Linked DNA regions of Hordeum vulgare: region 2 is linked to region 1. Evidence: chromatin contacts called from public Hi-C data. All regions are on one chromosome and are shown on one strand. Each heading gives the region's core, a stretch centred on a gene start, on an enhancer-like site or on the middle of the called end of the contact. The rest is flanking DNA. Distances are from core to core; before and after follow the strand shown. Region 1 holds the start of LOC123424791 (DNA polymerase zeta catalytic subunit). Region 2 holds the start of LOC123424794 (probable serine/threonine-protein kinase PBL7).

Region 1 (5,310 bases), core at 1,204-3,703:
GCAGAAATTAGTGAAAAAGAAGATACATGAGACAGAAATGAGTTGATAACAATATTCCTCCAGTTCAGACTTATCTACCTATCAGGACATAAATGTAGTCATGTACCCATCCATATGGAAATACTAAAACCACAACTTAAGCAGAAGGGAGCTTCAATGTATCATACCAATAGATGGGTCGCAGCCCGAGAAACCTCATGAGGATAATATCTTTAGATTAAATCAAGGCAATCAGTTGCATGACAAAGTCGTGGAGGAGAACAAAATGCAGGCATACATTCAATAAAAGAGAAACAATTCCATGTGACAACAAGTGTCTGATGAAAGAACAGAACATCAATTGATTACATGCACTTGATACCCTGCATAATTTGACCTATCAGTTTGTGCAAGAAGATTTCTATGACAACATTTGGTTCAAACATTTGATGCTATTCAGTTTTCAGTTAAAACAGAAGGTAACTCAGCAAACCACTCAACGCTCATGACTTCCTAAGTTGTCATCAGGGCTCAGGCATATGCAGTCATAAAGAAAGGGATATTTTTTGAGTGATATTGTGATATTGTCAATACACAATGACAGGAATATTTCATGATCTTCACTTTCCTGTCTTATGTAGCTACCTCAAAATGCTTGTAAAGCACTATGTTTCACAATTAAGTCCATAACGAAAGGTTAAAAAGGGGTTTTCAATATATCAGATGAACTACGTCCATAATTTACAATTTTCCAACACAATAGTAACCAGAAAAGGAAGTGGGAAATGATTTACACAGGTTCAAACATTCGTAGCAAAAAGAAATGATCTGTAAATGGTTAAATTGTGGATACAGGTAGATCTTCACAAAAATCTCCTCGGATGAATGATAACCATACAACTTCTTTGCTCGAACAAGGCTACATCCATGGACATGCCTCCTTTTTGCTGGGCCGCGATTCTGCAGGGGAAATGATGATACTCACGAAAAGAGAAAGTTAACATACCAACTAAGTGGACTCTACCTGTAAAGTTTTCTCGAGGTCACTCAATAGACCAGTCATACATGAATTCCCTAAAGAAAAGAGAGAGAAAACATTAATTGACTGCCAGGTGCTTTTCTTGACACGGACGCCCCGTTGATTAGAAAGAAAACCAAACAAGTGCTTTACTACGTCTCGTTCAGACCAAGAGTTCACCGTATCCTTTATGTTATGTAACTATGTCGCAAAAGCAAAGTAGAGCAAGCTTTTAACATGTAAATTGATGTTTTTAACAACAAATCATGCTAGTGCCTCGAACAAAAAGTTAAAAGTGGGAATCCGTAAGACCGTAACTACCAACTATATGAGAAAGTAATATCTACAAAATTTACAAGATGTACAATAACGACTGCCTGGTAAGAAGTTGAACAGCTGATATGAAATGATAAACATCATGTCGAACAAGAGAAGAGCCCATATAGTAAATGGAAAAAGGGATGGTAAAAACATAGGCAAAAGGAAGTGCAGTCACCTCTTTCAATATTATGAAGTATCTCCTCTGGGCAAGGTACATACAAGTACGGCAGGGCCTGAATACCAAAAGGAGAATTACAACTTCAGACTGTTATATTAGAAAGTAGATGAAACAATGTGTCGCCAGAATACAATAGAGATGAGTAGTATTTCAACTACTGGAGTATATGATACTCCCTCCGACCCATATTACTTGTCGCTGCCTCAGTACAACTTTTGTACTCCCTCCGATCCAAAATAAGTGTTGTGCTTTTAGTTCAAAATTTGAACTAAGACAGCGACAAGTAATATGGATCAGAGGGAGTACAACAGTTCATCAAAGATGATACTAATAGGTTTCCAGGTAAGAAGACATGTGTGCCACACTGCTCTTTGGTAATTGGCATGCCGAATCGAGCTTCCAAGCATCAAATTCGGCGCGCCGCACTCCCCATCCCCCTTCCCATGGCGAGACTCACACAAGCATACTGAAATGTGACGAGTGAAGAACGGTAATAGGTGCAGAGAGAAGCTGGTGCCCACCTGGTGGACGTGGAGGCAGGTCTTCTGCCCCGCGGGGGTGGAGCCGTAGATCCTGATCACCGGCACCTCCTCCACCTCCTCGCCTGCGGCGGCCACCAGACAGACAGGGAATTCAGCGCGGCTCGGAGGAGAAGAAGTTCAGAAAGGGGGCAATATGGGGCAGGGAGCGTACAGTGGAAGGGGCTGTAGGAGATGTCGAGGCCGGGGACGGGGGGCGCCATGTAGTAGTCGAGCGAGACGATGCGGACGCTGAGGACCTGCGAGGGGGTCCCCGGCGGCTCCGGCTCCGGCGAGGAGGGATTCATGGTCGCCGGCGAGGACGGCGCGGTGGGTGGGCGGTGGTTCTATTTGGGGGCGGTGTGGGTTCCCGGGCTCCGGCTCCGGCTCCTTCCACGGCACGCTGCTCGCTCCACTTGGGTTTGGGTTTGACTCCGTGGACCATCGCGAGCGGATGCTAGTTGGGGGTTTATTAAGGACCACGGCCCATCATCGTCTGTCGAAACCTTGGGTCCCTTTGGGCCTGTGTCGCCTATAACCCAGTTTGGAAATGTATGTATTTTGTGTGTTCCGTTTACCGCGGCCCAGTCTGCACACAAGATGAGGAGAGAAGTTTGGTTAGAGGAGAGTGCTGGTGCATCACATTTAAATCTTGTGGAAGATTAAGGTTTTGTTTGGAACCATAATAGATTATAATAATCTGGATTATGAACATAGATTATATAATCTGTTTTATAAAAATAATCCAGGTGGGTATGTTTGGAGGTCAGATTATATAAACTGTAAATCAGCTTTTAAATTGTACAATGACATGTTTGCCCTCAGTTTATAAGAAAAAATAGGAAAGTGGCGGTGACATTGCGTAATTCTTTTGAAGTTTACAAGGATAACACGTCATTTATAATCCATAATCTCATTTTAGCTGGGTAGAGGAGATTATGAGATTATAATAATCTGGTCATCTAGTTTATAAATTCTACAATATAAGTTGTCCTATTTGGAAATACAATAGATTATAAAAACCAGATTATATAATCTGGATGGTTCCAAACAGGGCCTAAATTTCCAGGCAAAATCAGATTTTTCTTATGGAGATTAGCAAAACATTCCCTTCCTATTGAAGACGTGAGATGCCATCAGAAAATATCTACAACTAGCTCTTGTGGTATGTGTGGTGCCAAGGATTCGTGTAGACACACTCTTCTCGAATGCATGATGTCGAGATGTATATGGGCACTCGTCGGTAGAGCCAGAAGATGCAAGCCAGGGGGACTACGACACTGTGACGGGCCCAGAAATTAAGATTTGCCGCGGCGATGGATGGTGATGAAGCTTCATTGTGTTGTGTCGATGGTCAATAGGCACGTGAAATACCCTGCTTTGTCCGCGGTCGCCCCAGCTCGCCCCAATGGTGGATCCGCCACTAAATACAGGGCTCTAAACGGCCTGCCTACACACCCACCCCTGCTCAAGTGGTGGGTCTGTATTGGAGTCACCTCAGTCGGTCGGGCCTCTGTTTATGCCACAAGAAAATTCCTAAAATATCAAAAGTTTTCTTAATCGAAGTTACAGATCTCCGACTATAAGAGAAACTGTGATTAGGCTCAGAAAAGTATCGAAAAACAAAGAAATTGGGTGGCTCCCACCCTCTTTGTTTCTTTGTCCTTTCAATCGGTTTCTTTTTTTATGAACATGTGTGAACTTTTTTCGCTACACGTTCAACATCTTCGTATACATGGTAAACATATTTTATGTACATGTTTACATTTTTGAAAATCATGATTCACATTCTTTTGGAAATTTATATTTTTATGTCTAATTATTTTCATAGGCATTGTATATTTTTGGTATACTAGCAAAAGAACCCGTGCGTTGCAACGGAAGAGAAAATAACACACGCTCTAAACGCAATATAATTTCACATGGCATCACATTTGTGTTGCCGACGATGGCCTCAGTGCTCACATAACGAAAACGTGTTTGAATGTACAGTCGTTCGAAATAAGATGAGAAATATGGTGTTTCTCCCCATGAGGTTTTCCAAAGATGTGCATGCGTGGTTAACGATGTTTTCTTTTCTCTCAATTTGGTTTTAATTTAATGAATGTTTATTGCAATTCCTATCATCGCCGGAAAGAGGAAAAAAAGGATGTGCACTACATATTAAGTTTGTACAAAAATAATATTTAAGAAGTATTCAACTGTTAAAATTAACATCCTATTTAGATTCTACACATTTTAATCAAATTTCATATATAACATGTTAAAATCGGAGTTACGGTTTAAAAGATATGGATAATTTTGTTTTAGGTAAAATGTGGATTGATTAACTGAAAAGTCAGTTTTTTTTTGTTAAAACAAAAAAACGTTTCGGCTGACTTAAATACGGATGACGGGTTGATTACCTGAAACATTAAGGGTTTTCTGAAAAATGCAAAAAAAAGATATGGATGTGACTAAAAGATAGACTGTGGGTTAATTATGGAAAAAGACAAGGACTGTTCTGCAAAATAGCCAAACGACAGAAGCACTACGTGCTTCATTATTAAGGAGAGATATATAATGCATACTTAACATGTTCCACATACAAATAGATTAACATTTTATAATACATGGTCACCACTTTTCATTACACGGGCGCCCATTGTTTTCATGAAAATATTTTTTCACTCATAATTTAAATTTTTCGTATTCATCATGATTATTTTTATATACATGGTTCACATTTTTAAAAAACAAAATTATCTATTTTGTAGTGTTTTTGTGTCTAATTTTGTTTAATGCACATTGTACATTCTTGTATACAGGAGTAACATTTTTATATATATTTAATATTTTTCAAATACATGATCAACATTTTTTATACACATTGATTTTTTTTGTATATACTATGTGACAAACATTTTTCTATGCACATTTAACATTTTCAAAATGCTTGATTAACATTTTTCAGTATTTTATTAAATATTCCTAATATTTGATTAACATTTAAAAAATGATTGATCAACTTTTTCGTACACATTAATATTCTTTCCTGTACATTTTTCGTATACATAAGGAACATTTTCTTTATACATATTTAAGTATTTGTTAAATGCTTGGTTAAGATTTTCAAAAAATTATAAGTGTATTCTTGTAATATATATTTAGAACATTTGGAAGTATATGCATAAATAAAAAATCTAAAAAAGAAAACAAAAAAAGTGAAAGAAAAAGAACAAAAAATGAGGCAGTGGCCTCACACGTGATGGGCCGACCAATTTAGGGAGGTGCCTGATGCGAGCCGTTTGCTACCA
Region 2 (5,450 bases), core at 2,765-5,264, 270 kb after region 1:
TTACAAGGCTATGACCATCTATATTGGTCGTGATCAGCTAGAAATAAGATAGCGGACAAGTGTTGTCTGCTTTACGACCATTTCGTGTAAGGGTTTGGAGCCCCTCCGAGCAGCTTAGGACCAATTGGTTGCAGATTTACGACCATTTCTTCCACGGTCACTGACAGAAGGTCACAAATTGACGTATTTCTTATAATGCCCGGTCTACTTTAATCATATTACAAAAACCAAAAATATAGTGTTGTGATTTATTTACTTCTGTTTTACTTAGCATTTTACCAATGTACTACTATCAGATTTTATCATTGCCGCTAGCGAGTACAAGGGAATTGACAACTCTTTTGCTTGCGTTGGGTGCAAGTATTTACTCTTTCATATGTAGGTGATGCAGACAGTACAATGGCAATCTTGTAGGTTCGCCATTCATAATCTACTCCCTCCGTTCCTAAATATAAGACCTTTTAGAGATTGTACTATAAACTACATACGGATGTACATAGACATATTTTAGAGTATAGATTCACTCATTTTGCTCCGTATGTAGTCTTCTAGTGAAATCCCTAAAAGGTCTTATATTTTGAAACGGAGGGAGTATTATGTAGTAGTTTCTTATGAATGAAGGCAAAAGATTTACCTCTTCTATTAATTAAAAGAAGAAAAATAAGTTTGCATAATACTGTAACAGCCCACAAGAGAAGGCCATTACTCCTCGGGCAAGATTTGATCGAATTTCATAGCCTCATGGTCACCGAGAACACATCCCTTCTTTTATGAATGCAAGAAGAACAGTGGAAGTATTCGCAAAAAAAAAAAAAAAACTTGGAAGAAGCCCTCCTACCCACACATTTCTTCGTTTCAAATATACCATGAGGCAAGCATGGATATAGAAGGCACAACTTTTTTTATTTAGAGTGCTTTTTGCTTTCTCTGTATCCAACTATAAGTATTTAGATACAGAAGGAATATCACATAAGTCCATGATTTTGGTCATTTGACGATCTACAAAGTAAATTTTTCACCAATAGCAGAATTTAAACAACCTTGGCCCTGCATTTCAGCCACACAACCTACAAAGTAAATTTCACACCAACAGCAGAATTTAAGCAGACTTGGCCCTGCATTTCAGCCACACAACTGGAACCGGTTGCTCAAGGCCCGAGTTTCCGTAACCCTACGTGTTCTCCGTCCTCCACAACGCAGAGAAGACGCAGCATATATATATCCCCTCGCGAAACAAATCGTATGATTGGCATCCAGAAGCGTCTCCACTGTATTTCTCCGTCTGGCCACCCCCATCCGCATGGCATGTTCAGGCGGCAGTATTGAAAGCGTAATCATGCACGGCGACGTGATTACAGCGGGCCGGCTGGCTTAAATAAACCTGCGAGGCAGGCAAATGGGCGCACACGAGCCAGCCAGCCAGCCAGGCGGATCGATGTAGCTAGAGTACATACACCCGGCCCGAATAATGCAGCTGGTCAGGTGACGACTGACGACCGACGAGCTAGCTAGTCAAACGGGACGGGTGGATGCGCCTAGCTGGGCGTGCCATTTCCCGATGGCGACAGCCGTGCGTATATATCTCTTTGCCAATTCACCGTTTGGCGCCATGCCAACAAATGGGTTTTTGTTAGAGTATTTACAATAGATATAGCAAATATAACACCTTAAACGCGATCGAAAGTGTTTGGTTGGTGATCGAACGTATGACTTTTATTTGTCCGTTCGTATAATCAGATTTTTCATTTTCTTTCTTATATGTTTAGTCACTCGTAATTAATGGAAGGAAAGAGAGAGAGAGAAAAAAGGTTCTGAATAGGGTCGCGTCCTCCGTGACGGATTGACCGAACGCGCATATTCTTTCTATATTTGAGATGGATATATGAGTTCACGGATAATCCGAACGTATAAGGATGATATGAGGGGTCCGGTTGGGTCATTTTCTTCTTCTTTTTTCTATTCGATCACTGACCGGACGCATCAGTGAACGTATGAGATATCGTTTGAGGCGTTTGGTTGTAGATGATCTTAATGTCCATGTAAAAATGCATGACAGTGTCACACATCAAATGGTAATATTTGATAATTCTTCCAGTTGGTTTATGTGTAATATGTCACAAAATATATGTTTAGGAAATTCATTTGAACGGGAATTTAAATATATTCTTAGAGCAATTGAAACCAAGTCTTAGCAAAATATTCTCTTTCAGCTGCTCCCTCTCGCTCATCCACCTCCATGTCGGCATTCTCGTCTCCACTTTGCCTTCACCGACGAGCGTCCATAGACACCCCGCAGCCCCGTCGATCTCTCGGTCCACCTTGGATTCGCTCGTCGTGTGCCATAGTAGCAGTCATAATCGTTGCATATCTTCGTTGCCGCCACTAGGAGCTTGTGGATGAACCAGGGCACACCGAACTTGTTTCATTGAAAATGGAATCACTGGAGGAGCACAATGTCCCCCCCCACCTCGAGCTCAAGCTAAACGGAGCCGAAACTGCCGGATGGCCTTCTGAAAGCCGGAATTTGGCCACAACAGGCTTGCTAGGCGATGGGTGAGGACGACTTCAAGCGGAACCGAGATCCTCGATGCCCTCGGACCATCCCCTCAACCCTGCCATGCACCGACGGCCACAACGTCACCGCAATACCGCTCCCGGAGACTCTCACCTCCCCCGCACACCAAGTGTTCAACTAATCGCCTTGGTACCTTTTTTCCTTTCTTTTGTTTCTTTACTATTTTTGCAATAAAAATCATCATTGAATATTATAATTAGTAGATCAAGAGGTTAAGGATATGTTCTTCGATGCCTCTTCATCCTAGGAGGAGGGAGATGATGATGATGATGATTGTGAGATGACCATTGTCGTGATCGTTCACGGGACCGTCGAAGACCAAGATTAGAATCTCAGTTCGGCCACTTGTATATCAATCGTGATAGGAAAAATGGATTTACTTTGAACCCAACTCAACATATTCTAAAAATATTTTTTGGTGGTGAATTTGGATGCACTGAATTCTCCTCGACACCATTGAAAAAGCTATTATAGATGATGATCCTTGGTCTAAACCGAGGAGTGAATCTAAAAGTAAATGTGAATCCATTGATGAAGCGTGTTGCGTCTTTTTTAAGTGCTTGCCTCATGTGCTCGCCACCATTAACTATGTGCGCATTGGGAAAGGTAGGTTTGAGTGAAGAACGACAATGACCAAAACTTAATACGTTGCAAGTCTAGTTGAAATGAAGTATGTAAACTAGAAGATAGAAGAATTGGTAATATTCTTTTAGCGTGTTAAGTTTTTGGAGTTCGGTTAGGAACATGTATTTGTTAATTCTTCAAATGTGTGGAGTTTAAGGTTGAGGAGATCGTTTGAAGGGCTAAATTTGAGCAGATGCCCCCCCCCCCCCCCCCCCCAGCAGTCTAGTTCTTAATAGCCCATATTTATGATTATGTGCATCTGCATTATATTTATATAGTCTCACTCCCTCCTTCCATAAATATTATATTTTCTAATTATTATTTTAATCAGATGTATATAGATAGGTTTTAATGTGTCTGTTCACTCATTTCAGTATCTATGTAACCCATATTAGAATATTCGAAACATCTTATATTTGTGTATGACAAAAGTCTACTCTCTCTGTACCTAAATAATTATAGTTGGAATTCTTATAGTTGGAATTCTTTTCAAGGAAAGAGTTCTTTCCAACTATAATTATTTAGATACAGGAAATATTTATTAATTTATTATATGCGTGAACCAATGCTTTTGACCTTTGCAAATGAGCATATACATTGTACTGAAGGATTCAAAAGATACCAGGTGAGATGGCACTTTTGTCCCTGTGCAGCCCTGTGCCATGTCAAACCCCTATGCCGAATATTGACATCTCCCGTGCGTTATGAGCATTCCCAACCAAGAAAATACATAAGGAGCAGTCCCAATCAAAATGGTTTTAAATTTCTTGTTGAAACCATAAAAAGGCGCCCCTTTTCTGTAACCATCCCTCCCTCGCTCGCTTTAGCTCGGCAAAATGACAGCGCAACTACCTCAGCTCAGCTCAACTGGCCACCAGCAAACTGCCTCGCCAAGAACACTTCAACCGCCATTATAATAATCACGAAAATTTGCCTCCCGAGCTCCCCTTTTGCTCCACGCCTCTCCCCCCCTCCTCCGGTTTTGACTCGCCATCCTTCCCCTCTCCCCGGCTCCTCCCCAAAAGATTTCACTTTCCACGCCGGGGAGATCAGTACGGTGGGTGGTCCCAAGATCGAGCGCTTGCGCCGGGGTTTCTTGGCCGGCATTTTTCTGACAGCCGCGGGAGATGAGCTGCTTCCCGTGCTCGGGGTCGTCGGGGAAGGCCGGGGAGGACGCGGCGGCGCTCTCGCCGTCGCCCCGGCCGTCGGCGGCGAAGCCGGCGCCAGGTAGCGTCCGCATCTTGACTTGAGTTGCCCACTTTCTGTGCTGACCGGAAGGGCTGAATCCTTTGGTCATTCTGATTTCCTGTCTTGTCCGTTCAGATGTCTGCTGATTTTTACTTTTTAGTGATTTGTGAGCATTGATTTAGGCATAAAAAGTTTATTGTTCCTTGACGGTACAAGAGGCCTGGCTGATCCCTAATTGCCTTTTTTTATTAGAACATCTAATTGCCAATTGGTTGGGGGCGGTTGAGTGAGTCGTTGGGGTGGACATGTATCATGTGCTTAACTGTAGCATCTTGATTTATCGGGCCCAGAAATGGGGAGTATTTTTGTATATTTTGATTCCTTTCATGTAGAAGAGTATATTCCATGATCGCGGTAGATGATTCATTGATTGCATTTTTTGTTGATTGCTTACCAAGCTGACCACTTGGTCGCCGTAGATGATTCATTTTATTTAGATATGCGGATGTTAGTCGAATTCTTGCTGATGCAGCGGTGGTGAAGAGGACACACAAAAGAACAATATCTTGTCAAAAGAATTGTATTATTTGAGTTTTTTTTCTCCTCACCTGAAGTGGCGTGAAAGGGAGAGAAATGTCTGAAGCTAAGCTTGCGGTTGCGGTTGATTTTGCTACCAAACTTTCTGTCTGAAGCAACAACCAAAGAAACAAACATTTGATGTGTTGTTTACACTTGTTATCTGACTTAAATTTATCACCAAACTTTCTATCTGAAGCAACCAAAGAAACAAACATTTGATGTGTTGTTTGCACTTGTTATCTCTGACTGATTCCTTGGGGTAGCTATTCGGTTGCGTCGAGATGAATTGAATTATATTTCACCCTTTTCTTAGTTGTTGGGGCTGATGACGAGTTTGAAGCAAGCGCCAGAGTTTAGTTTAATAGTTTTTAGCTGCTGCCTACTGGACATGCAAGTTTGATCTTGCATATTTGTTTGATCTTGTGGCTGCTGCAATTTCTCATCTACCTGCAGCCAGAAGTATTTTACATCACATGATGTAGAT

What was found. Hi-C and Micro-C count contacts between places; a contact is called where the count stands out from the background.
Region 2: a Hi-C map of leaf shows a contact between it and region 1, with 6 times the contacts expected there. The contact joins the promoter of LOC123424794 here to the promoter of LOC123424791 in region 1. A contact is called at or near these places in 2 of 6 Hi-C or Micro-C datasets (leaf and seedling).

What each region holds. Positions count from the first base shown.
Region 1 is chr2H:46,958,951-46,964,260 of MorexV3_pseudomolecules_assembly, forward strand. LOC123424791 (DNA polymerase zeta catalytic subunit) reads right to left here and starts at 2,454. Exons shown (of 24, transcript XM_045108484.1): 1 at 2,190-2,454; 2 at 2,018-2,100; 3 at 1,494-1,551; 4 at 1,004-1,053; 5 at 833-939; 6 at 168-210. The coding sequence starts at 2,322.
Region 2 is chr2H:47,224,298-47,229,747 of MorexV3_pseudomolecules_assembly, forward strand. LOC123424794 (probable serine/threonine-protein kinase PBL7) reads left to right here and starts at 4,015. Exons shown (of 5, transcript XM_045108488.1): 1 at 4,015-4,426. The coding sequence starts at 4,327.